Linked DNA regions of Mus musculus: region 2 is linked to region 1. Evidence: chromatin contacts called from public promoter capture Hi-C data. All regions are on one chromosome and are shown on one strand. The core of a region is the stretch at or near the end of the contact, and the rest is flanking DNA. Distances in the headings are between cores, read along the strand shown.

What was found. Promoter capture Hi-C pulls out the DNA fragments that hold promoters and counts their contacts.
Region 2: a contact with region 1 is called in a promoter capture Hi-C map of liver, with 3 times the contacts expected there. The contact joins the promoter of Clec9a here to the promoter of BC064078 in region 1. A contact is called at or near these places in 3 of 39 promoter capture datasets (liver and pre-B cells).

Annotation. Positions count from the first base shown.
Region 1 is chr6:128,990,289-128,995,345 of GRCm38.p6, reverse strand. BC064078 (cDNA sequence BC064078) reads right to left here and starts at 2,385. Exons shown (of 3, transcript NR_015455.2): 1 at 2,240-2,385.
Region 2 is chr6:129,407,561-129,412,215 of GRCm38.p6, reverse strand. It overlaps Clec9a (C-type lectin domain family 9, member a), which reads right to left and starts at 3,354. Exons shown (of 7, transcript NM_001205363.1): 1 at 3,171-3,354; 2 at 1,861-1,941. The coding sequence starts at 3,261. It also overlaps a transcript of Clec12b not described here.

The DNA of each region.
Region 1 (5,057 bases), core at 1,136-3,635:
CTGTTCCAAGGAGGACAAGGCCCTCCTTCTTCTGGGCTTGAAAACCCTAGTGACTCCACCTAAATTGCCATGAAGAACATAGGGACCTGGGAACTGTTTGGACTATAGATGAACTCTATCATTTTTTGATTAATATATGACTCCAAGATTATAATATATTCTTCCCCAGGATTCTGACTCCATTAACAACTATGGAAACTATAACTTGACAGCTAGAAAATAGACCTAACTCCTTGCCCTAAGGTAATCCTTCATGATAGTTACTCATTAATAAATTCATTAACTAGCTAAGGCTGCCAGATTTATTTGTAGACTTCACAAAATCGTTAAGCAAGTTCTGATGCAAGCTTTCACAGATGTAACCTGTTACTTCTTTGCTATGCCCACTCCAGCGAAGTCTGCCTGTCCGGGTCAAATGGCCTGGAGGCAGTCACGAGGCAAAGAGTTTCAAGGAAACTCAGCCTCCTGGAACCTTGACATTCTCATAGCTCGTATACTCAAACCCTGTCCCCACAATAGTATGGTGTATGCTCTCCTTCAGTATTGTTTTATTATAAGTGCCTTTAAACATTGAGTTTTGACTTAGGTAAGACTCCTCCAGTGTTCCAAAGTCCTTGAAATCCTTGAAGCAGACTTGGAATTCAGTAGGAATTCAGTGAGAATGTTACCTATTCAGTAACATTCAAATTTACTTCTAATAGAGACAGTGAAACTAATTAGGCAATACAAAGAACAGAGCTAGAATAGCTCAGGGCTAGTATGCAAAGTGATTACTTAGGACAAAAGCCAAGTCTCACCCAAACAAGGGAATTCACAATGACCTAACTTAATCATGAAAGAGTAAGGGAATCCCCGCTGGGACAGGTTTCTTCACGAGGACCAAAGGAACAGCATTATCAGGTATTTATTAAGAACCTCTGGTTGCGGGTTTAACATAGACTAGCATTACACCTGGCTCCATTCTAAGTGGTAAATGCGGCCTGATCCTCCACCACCTTTTGATGTATGCATTCCTTTTGTTTTGTGTCACTATAACTTGACAGATATGTCCCGCCTGGCTTTTCTTGTTTTTGTTTTGTTTTGTTTTGTTTTGTTTTGTTTTTCTTCTGTATAAAAAAGTCTGTTTTTCCTTTGGACATTACACTCAGATTCAAAACACTCTCTCGTGTTGTGTCTGTTTGTCTCCCCACTTTCACTGACTCCTTCGCCCACCTGCAACCAGTAGCCGGATCCATGCAGATAGGAGACCCAAAAAAGGGGTCTGTCTGTGGCACTTCTTTACCAAAACTCAGTTTCTATTGACAAAATGCTTCATATTTGCTCTTCTTGCTATGGCACTGTCCTAACATTATTTGAAATGCCGAAGAATCAATCAATTGTCATCATCATTATCAGTAATAATAATAATAGTTTCAGTCAGAATACTTGGCTTAAGTGATAAGCATTAACATTTGTTGTGAATTTTGTATTTTGATAAATATCGATCTTGTTTTCTCAAAATCCAGTATTCTTCAATACATGACAAAAAGAAAAAAAGAGATGAAGGAACAGGAATAAAGGGAAAAAGGAAGATAAAGGAACACAATATAATGAAGCATAGACAGTTTGAGATACAAGAAACACACTTTTGCTTCCTTTCTGAAGGCTGAAGAAGAAAACTCATTATATTCTTTTTCTATAACTTATCAAGAGCTCAAAAAAATGGAAAGGATGTGGTCCTGGGTAGGTTCAACTACCCACCCCCACCCCATGCCACCTCCTTACAATTCTTTTTCAATTACAATGGATCTGAAAAACAAAAACCCCAAGCTTCCCAGGCAACTTCTGTCACTATGCACATTGCAAAGCTACTGTTTGAATTTCCTCCACTCAGGGACTTGTAGAGCTAGCATTTTCCACAATAAGGTAATCCACCAGACTGTAGCTTACCAGATCCCTAGGAAGAGTGCTCTAGCAAGATAAGTACAAAGAAAGAAAGCTGTGGCTCTTAGAAGGTGACTCACTGTTCATTTCTGTTGCCTGAGAACTATTTGAGTATTGTATACTCCAATAGAATAACTAATGTAACAACCTCATAGCTAATCCGATCTGCATTCTCCTGCTCTGCAGACCCACAGTGACGGGCTCACAGACGCCCTTCTGTCCTTATTTTGTTTAAGGTTCAGCTCTTTTGCCTTCCTTCCCTGGTGAAGCTCCTCTCTGCTCTTATAGTTTGGTTCAAATAGTATTGAATACATACCCACTTCTCCCTCCTGCGGGCTGCTTGTAGTGCTGAGCATAGGTAAGGAAGCCTTTGTAACACTCATCTCAGAGCTGAGAAGCTGAGTTTCCACTACAGGATTGAAAATTGAAAGCTGAGAAGCACAAATACAGAGGAGGTTTCAGTATTTAGCCCAACTGGCCAATCCGGAAGCTTGAGCTACTCCTTCCTGTGCAAACTTGTTTGACTCAAATTGAAGCATTGTAAGGGAGGCATTTCATTAGACTGTAATGAAGTGAAACTAATGCTGTAGACAAAGAGCTTTTAACAAAGCCAAAAGGGGCTGGAGGGTGAGACCAGTTTTACTGTCCAGCGGGAATCAATTAGGAAATAAAAGACGACAACAAAAAAACACACAAACACACACACAAACATGACAAGAACAAAAAGAAAATATTACCAATCCTTTCCTGCCCTGAATACCACACATCAGACAGTGATCTTTAAGGTAGGCGAGCCCCACGTTGTTACAGCTCTGGGTTTTGGGGGCATTTTACAGGGACATCCAGGGCAAGGTCAGAGGAGTCTGTGTGTTGAAAAGCCCAGAGACAGAATCTCTAGGAGACAGAGTCAGAAAGAAGAGAGTTGGGGATCACAGTCAGAGCTAAACAAACTTCTTGCCTCTCAGGGAATAAGAGATCCTTTGTTCTGGAGCCAGATCCTACCTCAGGACTACAGACTCAGGCTGTCTAATATTACATGTTTACATATGGAAACATTTTGCTACTGGTATGGAGACAGAATAATGCCCACTGCCACCTTTATCAGCACAAGGAATGCCTCTAGACCAGTGTTTCTCAACTTTGCCCATACTGTGACTCTTCAATACAGTTCTGCACATTGTGGTGACTCTCAACCATAAAATTATTTTGTTGATATTTCATAACTGTAATTCTGGTACGATTATGAATTATAATGTAAATATTTGATATGCAGGATGTCTCATATGAGACCCCTGTGAAAGGGTAATTCGACCCCCGCACCCCAAAAAAGAGGTTGCATCTCACAGGTATAGAAAAACTGCTCTAGATTTTGACTATATATGTGGGTGTGACTCTCAGTGGAACCATGCAGGTGCCCGTAGAGGCCAGGAGAGGGTGTAAGATTGCTCAGAGCTGAGTTCACAGGCTTAAAGAATTTGGGTTTAGAATGTAGGTACCCCAAAAATGTAACAGCAGAACATCCTCATCCTCATGCAAGATGCGTTTAGAATTATTTTTATCATTTAGGAACATATGGCAAGGAATTTGCAAATGTCTCAGACTATTTAAAAAGTATTTATGATAAAATATTTAGGTGATGGTATGGTAGCACATGGGCTCTGATCCCGGCCCTGGGGACGCTGTCACAGGTAGAGCTCTATGAATCAGAGCCTAGCCTGGTCTACATAGGGAGCTCCAAGTCAACCAAGGCTAAATTTAAAAAATATAATATTTAGCATATTAACTATATAAAATATAAGGATGTATAATTAATATAGTAATATAATATATTAAATAAAATATATTATAAAATGAGAGTTAATAGAAATGTAGTCAGAGGGTTTTTAAATTCTGTTACTTGGAAATTGTCAATGCAGTTGAAGATGGGTCACTCAGATTTTCTGATGTCCAAGCGGTAATTTTCTCAGATGTCAGCACAAATTTGAGGTGCAAAACAAGGATCTGAGAATTTATCTCCTGAGGTCTTCTAGCACAGGAGGTAAGTCAGAAGCAACCCAACACCACATTTTCCATCCTTGCTGAAGGTAGTCTTTGTTCAGGTTTTTTTTGAGCTAATGAGGTTGCCTGGTTTTGACCTTCTCATTTAGTTCTTCACCTCCCAAAATTCATGATGGAAAGAGTGTCTAACAATGGGAAGTTTTAGCCATTGTTCTTGTCTTTTCAGTTGTGATCCTAGCTTTGCATAGCTGAGCCATCTATCCAGCACTTAGTACATGACAAAGAGCTTTACCATGAACAGAACAATGTTTCCCTTTAGCAGAGATGGCTCATAAAGTCCTTTACCCATATTTCTATATAACACTATGGTGAATGAGAATGGCCCCATAGACTCAAATATTCAAATGCTTGGTACCTAGTTGGTGGAGCTGTTTAGGAAGAATTAGGAGATATGGCCTTGCTAGACAAGGTGTGCTCCTATTGAAGGAAATGGGGTCATGAATGTGAAAAGCCTACTCCATCCCCAGTTGTGATTAATTTGGGGATTTATTTTAATTTTGATGAGGATCCATTATAGAGTCTCCAAATTTGGCAACTCTAGTAATACACAATGATGCTGATTTTTGCTATAGACAGCATTAAAGAGAGGCTGTGGAGGTACAGGTAGAAAAGAAAACAGTCACAGCTTTAAACGGATCCCCTGACCAATCCCAGGGCAAACAATTCCCTTTCTTAGTGCATGCCCACATGAGAATTCCTATTGTATTATGATTCATGATAAGTAAATCAAAATGATACAACACAGCAGATCTGAGTTCTAGACCCTGTGCTCCTTTTCCGCCAAAGGAGAGGTGGCCACCAGGGACAGCTCTAACAGCTGGAACAGGTGAGAGAGCCATCTTGTATCCCTGGTCCCTCAGAGACCAGTCTGTGCAGGGGAACCTGCACACTGAAGAAGCAACATAGCTTCTGGGACAGGCCCAGTTTTGGGTCATCATCTTCAGCCAAGAAGTAGATCTGAGCTCCAGACATCTGTGCTCCTCCCCTGTCAGAGGAGAGATGGCCTGCTGAGAGTACTCTGCCCACTGAGACTCAGGAAAGAGTTGGACTCCCAGGAGTGCTAACAGAGACTAACA
Region 2 (4,655 bases), core at 2,105-4,604, 420 kb before region 1:
CCTCTCAGGAGATGTGTCTGGATAGCTAGATAAATTAATAAACTAATTGTATTTTTATTACTGAAAATATTTCTTTGACCGTAATTACCACAGTTATTTAACCATTCACCAAAGGATACCTTGGTTGTTTTGTTGTTTAGGTATCACAAATCACACTGCTATATACAGGTATGTTCGGGTTTTAGTGAACAAAAGCTTCTATTTTTCTGAGGTGAGTGTTTGGGGGTTCAATTGTTGGGTGGTAAAAAGGTCAGGTTTTAATAAAAATCACTGCCCTGTTCTTCCAGGGACTGTATCACTGTCAGTCCTACCAGGAATGACTTTACAGCCCTACCTGGGATTTGGCTTCACAGACCCATCAAACACGTCATGTCACTGGTTTTGACTATCAGCTCTTTGGTGCATGTATTATGCCTCACTAGGGTTTTAGATGGTTTTGTCCTAATAGCTAAAGATCTTAAACCTTGTTTTTCATCCTTGCCTGGCACTTCCTTATGTTGTTTGGAGAAATGTGTTGTCATGTTATTTTTCCATCTGACAACGGAATGGCTTGGTTGCTTGTTGAGTTCTTACAGAGTTTTATCAACTTTAGGTTCAAGTATATTATTGGGTATGTGGTTTGCAAGTACTTCCTTCTCCTGTCTTGTATGTTCAGCCACTTTTATGTTAAGGTAGGTGTGTCTCATCAGCATTTACTTTTATTAATTACTTGTTAAATCTTAAATCTAAGAACTCTGTATATACTTGGAGAATGAATTTCTTCCCTTTTTTGTTGTTGTTTCTACTTTGACTTGGACATTACCTAGAGTTAGGAGTGAAGAACTAGTATCCTTTACTTTATAATATTAATAACCTGGTAGAGATAGCAATTGAAATGTAATAATCTTTTTAGAAACCTGAGACATCCTTTTCATATTTTGATGAACTTTACTGGATGAGCTCTATTTTAAGTCGTATCTGCTTTGCTATTATACTCTGGATGGCATGGGGTGCATCAGATGGTAATGGACAGAGAACATGGCATTAAGTGCATCATATGGTAATAGACATGAGAATGGAAGACTTGTGCTTGGAGTTTTACTCTAGATAAGAAGCAAACATTTTACCTTTATTGGTGTTTGAATTGTAATTAATTTTCAACAAGTTAGGAATAATGACTGAAAAATGTTGTCTCCTTGGAAACTGGAACCAAATACTTCTAAATCTCCCAAACAAAATTACTGGGTATATTATGCTACACACTGTAGCTAAAGGATGAGTTGGAAAAATGAAAATATATGGAAAGGGCACAAAGAAAACTGATCTCTTTGGAAATATGTTTATACTATAATGTTTTCAAATTAATACTTAATTGGCATATGGTGTTAAAGAAAACCCAGAAACACAAGAGGATGAGGGAAAGAGACAAGTCTGCACACACTTTGGAAATGGCTACTCAAGCTTTGCTGGCTAACATCTAGCTTGTACTTGTTAAAATCCTGTGTCCACATGTGCAGTGTGCCTGTACATATATGAATATAATTTGTAGATTATCTTTCAAAAACTATAAATAGTTTACAATCTATAAATAGATTGTTAACCTTCTGCTTTCATGGGAAACACCACATAAATACATCACTCTACAGTGATACAGTGGTTCTAGAAAAATTAATTGCATTCTTTTTACCAGACTCTTTTATCTCGCCATGTGAACTCCTTCTTAATATAAGTCTAACTGACTGTATACCATTTACGTGTGCTTACATAGATCTTAATTTATTTATTCATACATTTATACATGTGAACTTTTAAAATAATAATACAACAATTCATAACCCGTGTTGTTAACAGGTAACACTGAAGATATGCTTTTGTACTTACACTTGATGCCCAAGAAAATGGACGTTGCTAACAAGCCCATACAGACCACACAGGAAATCATCGTCACAACACACCATGCTCCTGAATGTGAAATCAGGCAATGACATGAGTTAGAGAAAGTATTTTCAAGGTGTAATAATGTCAGGATAAGTGGAAGGATTGGGCCTTCCTACTGGAGAAATGCAAAGATTTGAAACTCTAAGAAAATCTTTGCTTAAATTCTCTCAGATGAACCTTATAGCATGGGCTATATCTGACTTGGAAAATACCAAATACAATAGACTTAATAACACCTCTCTTCAATCCTAATGTACACTATTGTGATTTTAAAAATTAATTCCATCTGTCTATCTGTCTGTCTACCTATCTAGTATTTTTCAATAATCTCATTCATACCAACCAGAAAACCTTCTATTCTTAACATGAAGACTCTCTTACCTGTTTTCAGCATCTCTTGAACATGATTCATTGAAGTATTTTTAATTTTAATGAGTAATTTAGAAAAATGAACAAACATTTCCGGCTAATTATACAATTCGTCCAGGAAGAAAAGTGAGTTATTTGGCTTATTACATTATTCATACTAATAAAAAATTGTCCTTACATATTTTAATAGGCCTGATAATGTCTTGCCTGAGATGACTCTGGGTCATCCCTGAAACCTTGAAATGGTGTTTTATGTGACAAAAGATATTCTGAAGCTAATACTATATTAGAGATCTGATTTAGGAAAGTTAGCTTCACTTAGTTAATTTGTAACAAGTCGATACTAAAGACTAATTAATGAAACTACTTGGGAAAATATAATAAAATGCTTTTTAAGCCCACCTAATTATTTGTTGTATGAGGTTATGTATGACACCTAGTTGATGAATTAAAGAAGTGACAATAAAAATACACAAAAACATATATTTGCAAATCTTTTTGCACTGTAGAGTTGTAAAAATAAAAGGTAGCATAAGATGTAGAAACAATTATCAAATACTAAAAACATAACTGCATCAGCTGAAGACATTTTTTCCTAGTTTTTCAACATTTCTTACTATTTTTCAGATAATTTGCTGCCTGTTTTAAGTAAAAGCTAAAATAATTTAAGTGGTATGATTTCTTTTACTTTTTGCAAATTGAGAGAATATATCTCATTTCCTGATCTGAGTGCCCTTCACTTACTCCTCCATGCTGACGAATGTGTCAGGCACACTAGAATATGCTAAAGAGGTTATCTCAGATTAGGAGAAACACTTGGTTTTATCACAGTATACAAACAGAAAAAAATTATAGTTTTCAACTAAGCATTCTAAATTTATTACCTGAACATTTGCTAGGGGATTGGCACTTCTGAGAGGCCTCTGAGGTAGGAATGTCCCACTGAAGAGAGGTATATATTTCTTCCGCATGCATGCTGAAGGTGCTTGGAGTGGTGAAGCAGTCTACATAGGAGCCTGGCACAAAGAACTTCGGTTGTAGTTAGGAGTAGGTTGGTACAAGAAATGGAACTGGCTACTTTTTCACAGTGGTAAAATGCAACAGGGATTAAAGGATGTTCATCATCCAGAAAGTGGAACTTTTGAAGCTTATACTGAAACATAACTCAATAATGAAGAAATGAGAATTATTGAGCTCAAAATAGCTACTACCAAATTAAACTGTTGCTCTGCTTTCCACATAGTATCAGATGCTGGAGGTAAGCTGCACAGTATGGACTTCTATTTGCTATAAACTATGAAGCAAAAAGATGATGCAGCGAATAAAGATAAAGGCCATTAAATCTAGACAAATCAACTTGTACATAGCTTTTGGATTTCCAAACAAGAAAGCTTAGGAGAGATTTCATCCCTAAATTTATTTCCAATCAGTCTGCTGATTAGGGTAATACTGACTGTTATTATAAGTAAACTTCAAAATACCAGTCAACACTGGCAACATTTAGATCTCCCTCATAGTTTGTACCCAGAGATACTAGTTCTCCCAAAAGGGGCCTGGGTTTCTTTCATCTTCTGGAATATTGGAGCCATGATGGGAAAGGGAAAGAGAAGGTGAAGAACCCACACTTGCTTCTTGAAAGCCATAATCTGGGAGTGTTGGGAATCACAGCCATCTCTATCCATTGCATTTCCATATTGGACATGAAGGTTGGGTTTTCCTGGCAGCATTGTCCAGAGGTAACTTTGCTCTTGCAGGAGGAATCAATTATTTAATGGATGGATGACCAGTTTCAGCACATCCTGTGACTACAGCATTTGTACTGAGAACTCTGATCTCTTAGACACCATTTATTTCTAGGCTACTTGTCCTTATGTCCAAAGGTCATTTCTCAATTGTGTTCTTTTATTTATTTATTTATTTATTTTTAGAGTCTCACTGGATCAATCGTTCTTCATCACAAATGGCACATTCAGGAGGTGATATAAGGGAACTTACTAATAGGACTACAGTTTTGGAAAAGGTTAATAGGAAAGAAAGAAGGGGATCAATGTTGACATATGTACTACAGGGCTGCTGTCACCCTATGGCCTAAAACAGTAAGGAGAATGTTCACTGGGACTTCGTGGTCTGCCTCACTACAGCGAAGGGCTGGTATACAGATCATCAAGTTTTATCAATCTAAGACACATAAGGGATCTGAATTATACTTCTGACCATAACCCATGTGTCTCAGAGGCTCAGTTTGCCCGGAAAATGTATTCATTTGTGTTTAGCTTCCTGAGACATAAGGAGTAGCTGGTGGGGTCATTAGGGACAAATGGAAACGGACTAGCACATTCTGCCAACATTTCCTGTGGTGTTCCTGGCCT